3 separate regions of the Mus musculus genome follow, and all the other regions are linked to region 1. Evidence: chromatin contacts called from public ChIA-PET and promoter capture Hi-C data. All regions are on one chromosome and are shown on one strand. Each heading gives the region's core, a stretch centred on a gene start, on an enhancer-like site or on the middle of the called end of the contact. The rest is flanking DNA. Distances are from core to core; before and after follow the strand shown.

Region 1 (3,471 bases), core at 367-2,866:
TTTTGCAGACTTTACATTGGTGGAGACTATATATGAATCATATCTCAATAAAGCCATCAATTTCCTTTTTAGAATACAGTCTTGCAACTGTGGATGTTTTCAAAGGCCCTGCAGTGCTGACTTACCGCATCCCACACCACTGCAGCAACTCCCAGTTGCCTCCAGTCCTGACGGATCTGGATGGTGTGGTTCGCAAAAGAGAAGGTGGCGAGAGGCTTATGGAATTTCTGGAGCCCTATTGCCGCGCTCTCCTCATAGGGTACCAGGGCCATTTCTTCTGTCTATCTCTGCTGAGACCTGTCATGCAAAAAGAATCCTGAGTGTCACCAGAGTCAGAAGTTGAGTGCTGTATCTTACTTAAGTAACTTGGAAAAGCTGTTGACGTTATTACAAGTTCAAACTAAGAAATAGACTGAGGTGCATCCAATTTCTTCAACAGCTTTTCCTCCGAGACTTGAGGGAAGTGAAAATTGGCTCTGAATTGGTGTCAACTAATAACTCTGAGGAGGAAACGCCTAGAAATCTCTAACTACTGTGGCACCCTACAGGCTCCTGTTACTACTTGGGCATTACATAAAGAACGGTACACGAAGTGACAGTGACGGCCCTGGGCACCTGATCTGTCTGGACCCAGCTCCCACATTTTTGTTTGTTTGGTCCGCCAACCTACATCCTCATGTTCAGCTAGGACAAAGGAGCCAAATGCGTACTTCTGCTAAATCCTAAGGGTTCGCCCTGCCTTTTGACCCTAGAAGGCTCCCTACGGCAGAGTGGATGGAGTCACCCTGGGGGCTGGAGCGGACAATACTGGCGGACAACCCGCGGGACAAAAAGCACGTCCCGCACGACACCCGGGGGCCACAGATGCGCTTCCCTCGCGCCCACGAAAGAGTCCCGGGAACCCAGCATGGTGGGAGCAGGGCTCTGCAGAGACTCCTTTCGGACCCTCGGGTGGAGGCTTGGCGCCCACACAGCCCGCTGGCCACCCTGCAGTGCCTCCACGTAGATACTCACGGTTCCGGGAGGGTACCCGAGCCGCGCAAGCGCACAGCCTTGCCCAGTCGCTGTGCGGAGCTCCTCCTTAAAAGGCTGGATTGGCAGAAGGCGGTGGAAGCTGGTTCCGGGAAGAGAGACGCGGGTTTCCGGTCCCCTTCCCCGGTACCGCCGCTTTCCCCTGGCCCGTGCTGTGTAGTTCCTGTGAGGCCCTACGGTTTTGGGGCGCCAGGGAGGGCGAGTGCACAGGGGCGTGGGGTGCCTTGCATGGGAGAAAGGCCGACCTTAAAGTGGACAGTTAGTCGGCGACGTTGGCGCCCAAGGATGCGTAGCGAAGTAGAGAACTAAACGTAGTCACCGCGTTTGGTGGCAGTGAAGTGGGAGAGAACACTACCGAGCATCCCTAACCACGGCGCGGCTGGGGAGTGGGCGTGCGACGCCCAGGCCGGGTTTTGAGCCCGACCACATGCGCTCGGGCGCTCGCGTCGCTCCACGCCGCCACTCTGCTGGCCGAAATGGACGCCTTTCTAAATCCTGGCCGGCAGCCTCGGCTGCAAACTCCATCCCCGGACCTGGCCACCCAAGGGTCTCCGCGTGCCGGACCCTGCCGAGCCGCGACCGCCCTCGCCTCTCCCGGCCGGCAGGGGGCGCGCCTGACCTCCACATTCCAGCACCAGCTGCGGGAGACTGGGGACAAGTGGCCTGCAGTAAACTGGGGACCAGTAAGAGCCCTTTCCTCAAGTTACTGAGTTTCCTGTTTGGGTCTTTTCTTCCTCCGTTTTTTCTCTTAGTAAGTTTTCTCCTTACTTGCTCCATGGCTTTGTGCTATCTCGGCTTCTCAGCTTCCCCTTTTCCTTTTCTTATTAAAGCTCACGTTTTTGCGCTAGAGAGAGCTAATCCGATTTCATCAGTGAATACGCACAAGTGAAAAGACCACACCACGTTGATATGTAGTTACTAGAAGAAGAAATACCTTTCTTCCGTGTGTTTTCTGTTTTATTTCTTTCTTTTGGGGACCTAAACTAGGCACAGGAAAGTGTAGACTTTGGGTCAGAAAAACATTCAAAAATGTAAATGGGTTGACCTCCCCAGATTCCTGGGATCTAGCTAACCATTCTGTCTCCCTATTCTCCATCTTTCCACTGAAAATGTATACACACACAGGGGAGGATTGCATACATATGTATATGACTTTAAAACTTCCCCCAAGCTCTCCAGCACACTGCCAACAAGAGCATTTGCAACATTACATTTACTTACCGTGTTCCTTTTGCCCCTCCTAGCTCCCAGAGTTGTAATTATTGCCGACTTGCTTAGAAAGGGCACACATCCGCTTAGGAAAATCAACATCTATAGCAGTGTAGACATTAAAGAGAGCACAAACAGAAACCACTGGTGAGCCTCTAAATATCTGAGAAGAAAGACTTGTTTAATCCTTGGGGGAGAGAGTAATGAGCATTTGATAGAGTACATATTTAAGTGCTCAGCCTGCTATATGGCTGTCTTTAATATGCCCAGGGATTTTCCTATCCTTAGTTCATACTTGACCATACAAATTGTTCTTACCATCAGAACGTGGGTGAAAGAGCCCCTCGCAGCTGGGTAGTTGCTCCTTTCTCACTATCCCAGGGCTTTGGTTTGGTTTAGTTTAAAACAGGATCTCTCTTCTCTACATAGCCTTGTCTGCCCAGGAACTCACTATATATGTACCAGGTTGGCTTCAAACTCAGATGCACCTGCCCCAGACTGGCAAGTGCTGAGATTACAGGTTGTGTGTCACCATGCCTAGCCAAGGCTTGTGTCTTAACATCCAGGCTCTCTTTAGCACCAGGTCCCCGGTTGGAGCTTCACAACTGAAACAGGAGTGAGAAAGAAACCTTTGTAATCGTGGAGAACAGAGCGTGCTGCAGCATTGCTTAGGTGGTACCACAACGGGGGGTGCTAACAACTTGGGAGACTTCCAATGTGAGTGAGGTAGAGGGGCTGGAGAAATGACTTAGTGGTTGAGAGCGCCTTTTGCTCTTGCAAAGGATGCAGGATCAGAACCCAGCACCCACATGATGGCTTACAAAAATCCAAGACTCCACCTAAGTGCCACGGACCCAGTGTCCTCTTCAGTCCCCTGTATGCACAAAGCACACATACCGTAAACATGTATGTGCCCTCAAAAGATTCATACAAAATTAATGAGGTACATGTTTTAGTGTGACTGTTTGGCAAGGTAGGAATTCTTTTGGAGACCTTCAAGGCTTGTAAGATCTTCCTCGTCCTCTTGACTCCCAGGTGTCATTGTCAGTTAAGAGGACTCGACTCCTTAACCACGTTGTACCTCTAAGAACAGAGAGGACACTTCACTGGCAGCCTCCCTTGGTTTTGGTTGTTCAGTTTTCTTTCAGGCAGGTTCTCGCTCTACCGCTTGGCCTTGTCTTAAACTCATGACAATCCTCCTGCCTCGGCTTGCTGAATGAGATGTTGATG
Region 2 (3,481 bases), core at 875-3,374, 530 kb before region 1:
ATCTTAGGAAGTCAGTCCCAAGACAATTTTTACCATTTCTTGATTTTTATCACTAGCACATTAGCATTAGAAAGCTGGAAAGAAGTGGATTCTATCTAGAAGACTCGAGTGAGCAAGAATACAGCACAAGTAAAAATCTCTTACTTCGTGTTTTAACTACTAGGTTTAAAAAAGAAAACCCCACATCAGTAGCATACCCCATAGGTACAATAGTATTACACACTGCTGTCAGAGCTGCTGAACTCCACAAAACAACCAGGGTTCTAGAGCCAATGAAATTCCTCCTGACTCTTTCTCAGATCCACTGGTTGCCAGAGCTGAAACCAAATTAAACATTTCCCTCTAGCAATTTGTAAATTCTGAGAGACAATGCTGTGAAAATTAATTCTAAACAAACAAAAGTTAGGAAATTTATAGCAAAACCTCTTTAGTGCTTCTCCTCCCCAAATCATTTCCAACATACAAAGACAACATTAGTTTGGATATTTTTTCTTGAGGAAGCCAGGAAGGAAGGAGATGGGATTAAAGGCCCGGGAAGAGGACAGTGTCTTTGAAATTACTTCCCCTGGGATACACGATGTACAGCATCCTCAAATTCCCCTTTGATCTCCTGAGGGATTTTTAGTTTCAATGCATACATAACGTGAATCCTACAAACCACTCTGTTCCAAATTTGACACTGAAGTCACACAATCAGGGCAAAGCTGGGCAAAGCTGGGCAAAGCTGGGCCCTGGGTTCTAGGCTTCCCTCCTTCTCCAAATAGGAATGCCTTATCCTGGCTCTTACCATCAATTTTCAAGGTAACAGTGTCAACTGGATGCCACATGGACCAAGCACAGACAGACGGACAGACAAAACTCAGTTTTTCATTGTTTTTTTTGGGTGCTACCTCCCCAAACATATCAGTTTGAAGTCCACCGGTCTTCAGTTGGCCCTCAAGGAGGCTCCTCACTGTTCCTCAGCTACTAAGCTAATTAAATTCCAACTCTGGAGTAATTAAGATACTAGTGCACACGAACAGCTAGACATACAGATGATCCTTTGTCTCCTCTATCCATCTCTTCCAGCCAAGCCACCATTTAGGATCAAACAGGTGGAAATACTATTACTATTTGCTACTTAAGTACCCTAAAACCAAGTCTCAATAGATGTCCCAATTTTAGTCATTATTTCATTCTCATGAACATAATAAAATCCATGCCTTAAGAATCAAAGAAAATTACTCTCTATATACTGCTGTCAAGAGATAGATCTAAAAATTAAACAAGATGACTCCCTAAGGCAGTAGTTCTCAATGTTTCTAATTCTGTAACCCTTTAATACAGTTCCTCCAGTTGTGGTGGCCCTAACTATAGGATTATTTTGTTGCTTCTTCGTAACTGTAATTTTGCTACTGTTAGGGATTGTAATGTAAATATCTGATCTGCAAGATATCTGATATGCAACCCCACAGGGGTCTCAAGTTCACAATCCTAAAGGAAAAAATCCATTACAGTCAGTAACAACGCTAAGCAGTTCCTGTTTGGGAAGGCAGGCGTCTCACAGAGCCCACGGACCTGGGGAAAGACCTCTTTTCTGCAAGATGGTGTCCCAAGAACAACAATGAGCCCGACGGGTTTTAAGCTTCACCATTAATTTTCCATAAAGAGCAGTTTTCTTGACGAGCGCTTGTGTCAGGCAGGGCCTGATGCTTCAGAAACCTGTAATTATTCTTGGCTCCCCACCCCCCACAGCCTCTGCACCTGTGTCAGTTCAAGGCACCAGCTGGCCACGTCTTGCCTCCTGCCTCTTAAAAGCGGGGAGGGAGGGGGGGCAGCATTGAAAACCCAAACTCATGCTACTCACTTCCTCCAAAATGCAAAAACAAAACACAAATTTGAAACTCACCAATCTCATTCCTCTCCCCACCACCCAACATGCCTTGCCAAAAGAAACAAATAAACACTAATTGGCTAGAGAGCTCTCTCTCATTCAAACTAAAATTACTGAAAAACACAGTTAACGGGGAAAGGTCTGACAAGGGGTTATTAATCTGTTTTACAGCTCACTCGTACACACCCCACCCGTTCCTATTAACCCTGTACACACTCACACACCCTACACAAACTCCATGAGCCTCGGTACTCTCAGCAGTCAGGATGGGAACATGCCGAAACCATGACATCATCTCCCCTTCCTCTCCCAGGTTGCTGCTCAGCCTGACTGGCGCTTCTGGGATTCTTATTTATTTAGTAAAGTCATCTCACGGACTCCCTCCTAGAACACTGTTACAGACTTCTGAGTTGGGTTAATTAAATATGCCCTTCCTCTACTACACACACACACACACACACACACACACACACACACACACACACACACACACTTCTTTGACTCAGGGCATCACTGCACGCATGGACGGTGTTGTCCTCTCCCTCTCAACAGCATGAATTTCCGGAGAAGAAGAGGTTCAAAGCCCACTGGGGCCCTCAGTGGCAGATGCAATCTAGTTGCTGACAATCACAGAAGACACTCAAATACAGCTTCCAGGAACCTCGGGATCGGAACGTTACAGACAATGCAGGGTACAGGAAGAGTGTTGTACTTCCTCAGACCATGGAAAAATGGCAGCCAAGGGCACAATGAAAGCCAGCCCTGAACCGCTTTTCTTGTGCAACAGTTGTGATTTTGTGTAACTGTGTGCCGGTAAAATCAATTTCCTAAAATATTTAAAATGGCTGCATGATGGAGCAACCTCAACCTCTCTGAGCTCAGGATTCTCATCTAAGGGAAGGATGGGCTGAGCTTAGAGTGTATGCACAGTCTGTGGCACTCAGATGGCGTGAAATAGCAATGGGAAGATCAAAGGAAGACCCGACCATGGAGGGCAGGGTCAAAGCATGAGACGCCCAATGTCAATAGTGTGGTGAAGGGAAAGGGTTTGGAGGACCGGGACTGTATGAGACCTGCCTCTGAACAGGAACCCCAATGCCTCTGACACTCAGTGATCCTGGTTTAACAGAGGGCTACAATTTTGTATTTCTTGGCTCCTTGAGGCTATTGATTTCATCAATCTCTAAAATGAAAATTTAGCTAGAGTATGTGCATGACAAAGGCAACTGGACTCATTCCTGACTTGTGACCTGCCATATATTTTGCTTAATGAGTGAATGGGTGGGTGAATGAATGAACAGAGCAAGCAACTCTGATCAAATTGAAAACCCATCAGTGGTCACAATTCTGGAGACTGGAGCCCAGAACTATGATGAATTCAAAAATTTCTTCACTGAAAAACATAAGAGGCAGGCTGGTTGTCTGTGTTCAAATTTCTTACCAGGCTTTAACTGTAAGTACTTCAGAGCTTCAGGGGATAAGTTTACGTGTTTACAGTATAGAGCAAATCTCATACTCTAAGCTGAGAGGAAGGTTTATTTCATGGAGTAGAGGAAGTTTTGCTTCCTGGAGTGGAAGGAAAATCCATTTCTTTGACCCACAGAGGCC
Region 3 (3,534 bases), core at 1,004-3,503, 540 kb after region 1:
CCAGAGCCTAGAGAGCTTCAGAAAGCAGAGCTAGAGAAGTGATCCAAACCTAGAAGATCTTGTGTGGATCCCAGGCATTGGAACAAGAGGCTATGAAGTTGATGTCAACTCGGAGACCCCAAAATGTTAAAGATGCCAGAGCCATGGGCTACCTGCTAAGAAAAGCTGCTAAGAGGGAGTGGAACCAGCCCAGGAGAAAGAAATATGTTACAGTCAAAAAGATGAAAAAGGAGTTGGAGATCTGAAGACTGCATTGACATCAGACATGGAGATGCAGAGTTTGGAGTTTGCCCAGCTGGTGTCCTGTCTTGCTTTGGGGATTACAGTTAAGTGACTGGATGAATCTCAGAAGAGACCTTAAACTTTGGACTGCTAACATTGTTGAGACTGTAATAGACTATAGGGACTTCAGAAGTTGGACTAAATATATGTTTTTATTATGCTATGCATAGTTATGGTCCCCATAGACTCTTGTGTTTGAATAAGTGTATGGGGGACAGGGAGTTGAATATGTTGGTTTGAATATGCTTGGCCCAGAGAATAGCACTATTTGGAGGTGTGGCCTTGTTGTAGTAGCTGTGGCCCTGTTGGAGGAAGTGTATCACTGTGGGGGTGGGCAATGAGACCTCTTCCTAACCATGTGGGAGCCAGTCTTCTCCTAGGGGTCTTCTTTAGAACTCCCAACTCTTCCTGCACCATACCTGCCTGGATGCTGTCATGATTCTGCCTTGATGGTAATGAACTGAACCTCTGAACCTGTAAGCCAGCCGCAAGTAAATTTTGCCCTCCTAAGAGTTGCCTTGGTCATGGTGTCTGTTTACAGCAGTAAAATCCTAAATAACTCAATCACCCACCATTCATTGTCTCCTGGGTTCTGTAGACCTTGTCCAGGGCCAGCCTTCAATTTGTAAACCCTTGGAGTTCTCCCAAATTGTCCACTTTCTCTGACACTCTTTTCCTATGCTTTAGGAAAAGGACAATTGAGTTTCTGAATCACATTGGGCTGTGATTTTTCCATTTATTACACATTAATAAATTTCCAAGCTTCTTGTCTATTTAATCAACCTTTGTCAGTTTATTCCTGTGACCCTTCAGAGGGTATAGGAGAAATATTTCTTTACCCTACACTGGGGATTTGGGAACATGAGTGCTAGCCACTTCTATCCTTGGAATCTAGGGATCTAGAAAGTCCAGAGACTTAAGATGTTTATCAAAAGGTTGTCGTTAGACTCTTGTTTGAACAATTTTCTTTTGTTTTCTGTCCATCATGTCACACCAATAGTCAAGAGAAGTTTTCCTTGTAAGAATTTTTTTATAGCTTTAAAATCTAGCACATAGGAGACAGAGGCAGGCAGATCTCCGTTTTGAGGCCAGCCTGGTCTACACCATAAGTTCCAGGATAGCCACACCTACACAAAGAAACTCTTGTTTCAAAAACAAAACAAAACAAAACAAAACAAAACAACCACAAAAACAAACAAACAAAACATCATTGCTTGGCCACAAAAGCTCCCAAACTTTTCTCTTTTTTGAATCCCGGATTTACAGCTGTTTTAGCAGTTTGAAAATTCCATGTCCCTCGATGTAAAATAAGGGACCATGGGTGAGATTGCTTATAATAATCAATAAACACTAGAACACTTTTGTCAGTGTTGCCACAAGTGCTCCAAGCCTTCATTGCTGTTTTGTTGTTGTGGTTGTGGTTGTTGTTGTTGTGGTTGCGGTTGTTATATTGGGTTTTGAGCTCATCTCCAGATTAGCAGGAAGAGGTAGAGCCTTCATTATGGAGAATCTAATATTAAACAGAATGTATATATTAAGAGTACAGAGAGTTGTGATTCTAGTTGTAAAGACTAAAACTTGGGGCTGGAGAGATGGCTCAGAGGTTAAGAGCACTGACTGCTCTTCCAGAGGTCCTGAGTTCAATTCCCAGCAGCCACATGGTGTCTCACAGCCATCTGTAATGGGATCTGATGCCCTCTTCTGATGTCTGAAGACAGCTACAGTGTATTCACATACATAAATAATAATCATTTTAAAAAAAAGACTAAAACTTGAATGTTTCCATTTAAAACTCTCCTAGGAAGGAGTATTTGTGAAATGTAAGGATTCCCAACTTTGGAATTCTCCTATGCCCCTGAATCCTGCTGCTGCCAACATTTTGCTGAGGAGTCATTTTCCAGGTCAGTAGTCCTGACCCTCCTGTGGTTACAAAATCAACCATTAGCCTGTGGACACATTAGTCAGCAGCTAATCTGATAGTTGTTTTAGACATTAACTGGCTCTTGGCCAGATGCTGGGCTTGGGCAATGTAGTGGCACTCATTTGAGTGACTCCCAGAATCTTTGAGAGCAGGAGGGGTGAAGAGATCACCCAGTCCAAAGCCATTGTTCTGTTCCACACTGTTTCTTCCTCCTAAGCTTCCAAACCTGAAACAAACAGGTGGAGAGAGACAAGGCTTTGCTGAGTCAGGACTCCTGAAGTCCCTTTGCCAATGGCCATTGACATATTCTGTAGTCTCAAGCAAAGCTCCTTCCACTGCCTTCATGTCCTTCCTTACAACATATTAGTAGTGATAGCTACCACCTACCATGAAGAGTCTATGAAACAAAAGATAGTAGAAATGGGATTCATCCTTTTGTTTGTTTGTTTGTAACAGATTCTCACATAGTACCTAGCCTTGACCTTGCTCTGTATTGGAGGATAACCTTAAACTTCTGATGCTCTGCCTTCAGCTCCAGGCCTATACCACTATGTCTGACTTTATGCAGAGCTCATCATTAAACGGAGGAGGGTCAGTGGCAGTAGGTAAATACTCTACTCCCCAAGTCCTTCCCTAAACACAAAGCTTCATAAATTATGACCTTGCCAATAAAGGGTGAAATGGCTGTTGTAATAATTATCAAAGTATTAACAGTCAAAAGTCCAAACAGAAGTTAGTAAGCATAGATAAGGCAAGGTGAATATAAACTTGTTGACAACTCTTATGTTAAGAGTCAGTCTTGTTATGTTGCTGAGGCTGATCTTAAACTTTGGCTCTCAAGTCATCCTCTAATCTTCAGATTTCCAAGTAGCTGAGACCATGGACACATACCGTCACCCAAGATGACACTTATTTTTTGAATGTAAAATTTAAGTCTAGAACTTTTTAGTTTGTTTTTTTTCAAGACAGGTGTAGCTCTGGCTGTCCTGGATCTCACCAGTCTGAGACCACGCTGGCCTTGACCTTAGAAAGAACCACCTTAATTAGAAAACATTCGAGAGCGGATATGATGATCCCTGCCTGTGATCTCTGAGAAAATGAGCCAGGGTAGTGAGTTTGAGGTCAGCTTCAAGTGCAAGTTAGGAGTTTTATGATCTTTGGTAAAAATGCCTTACATTTTTATATAGAAGATTAAAATATGTATTGCTTTTGTCCTGTTTTCCTAATAGGCTTTTGTTTTGTTTTGTTTTGTTTTTCTTTTGTTTTCGAGACAGGGTTTCTCTGTAACTCTGGCTATCCTGTAGCTCACTTTGCAGAATCGGCTGGCCTTG

Evidence for each region. Promoter capture Hi-C pulls out the DNA fragments that hold promoters and counts their contacts. ChIA-PET counts read pairs in DNA pulled down with a chosen protein or histone mark.
Region 2: an RNA polymerase II ChIA-PET map of memory CD8 T cells shows a contact between it and region 1, with 10 read pairs. The contact joins the enhancer-like site here to the promoter of Mettl21a in region 1. A contact is called at or near these places in 2 of 39 promoter capture datasets (the HPC-7 cell line and pre-B cells), 2 of 115 datasets of contacts at active chromatin or transcription factors (memory CD8 T cells and pancreatic cancer cells) and 2 of 9 other capture datasets (adipose tissue and liver).
Region 3: a contact with region 1 is called in a promoter capture Hi-C map of 3T3-L1-derived adipocytes, with 3 times the contacts expected there. The contact joins the enhancer-like site here to the promoter of Mettl21a in region 1. A contact is called at or near these places in 13 of 39 promoter capture datasets (the 3T3-L1 cell line, 3T3-L1-derived adipocytes, embryonic stem cells and 5 more) and 4 of 115 datasets of contacts at active chromatin or transcription factors (astrocytes, embryonic forebrain, embryonic hindbrain and 1 more).

Annotation. Positions count from the first base shown.
Region 1 is chr1:64,616,148-64,619,618 of GRCm38.p6, forward strand. It overlaps Mettl21a (methyltransferase like 21A), which reads right to left and starts at 1,617. Exons shown (of 3, transcript NM_025964.4): 1 at 126-1,617. The coding sequence starts at 272.
Region 2 is chr1:64,086,302-64,089,782 of GRCm38.p6, forward strand. The region is part of intron 1 of Klf7 (Kruppel-like factor 7 (ubiquitous)); the gene reads right to left. The region is part of intron 2 of Gm13748 (a long non-coding RNA gene); the gene reads left to right. Among named protein-coding and RNA genes, the nearest start is that of Gm13748, 8.7 kb to the left of the region's middle. Within about 2 kb of position 2,125, at least 186 of the 459 cell types and tissues checked have an H3K27ac peak or open chromatin away from gene starts, as enhancers often do. A contact at or near this core is called in adipose tissue, liver, memory CD8 T cells and 1 more, where this site is marked.
Region 3 is chr1:65,152,733-65,156,266 of GRCm38.p6, forward strand. No RefSeq gene overlaps it. Among named protein-coding and RNA genes, the nearest start is that of Idh1, 25 kb to the right of the region's middle. Within about 2 kb of position 2,254, at least 23 of the 459 cell types and tissues checked have an H3K27ac peak or open chromatin away from gene starts, as enhancers often do. A contact at or near this core is called in 3T3-L1-derived adipocytes, where this site is marked.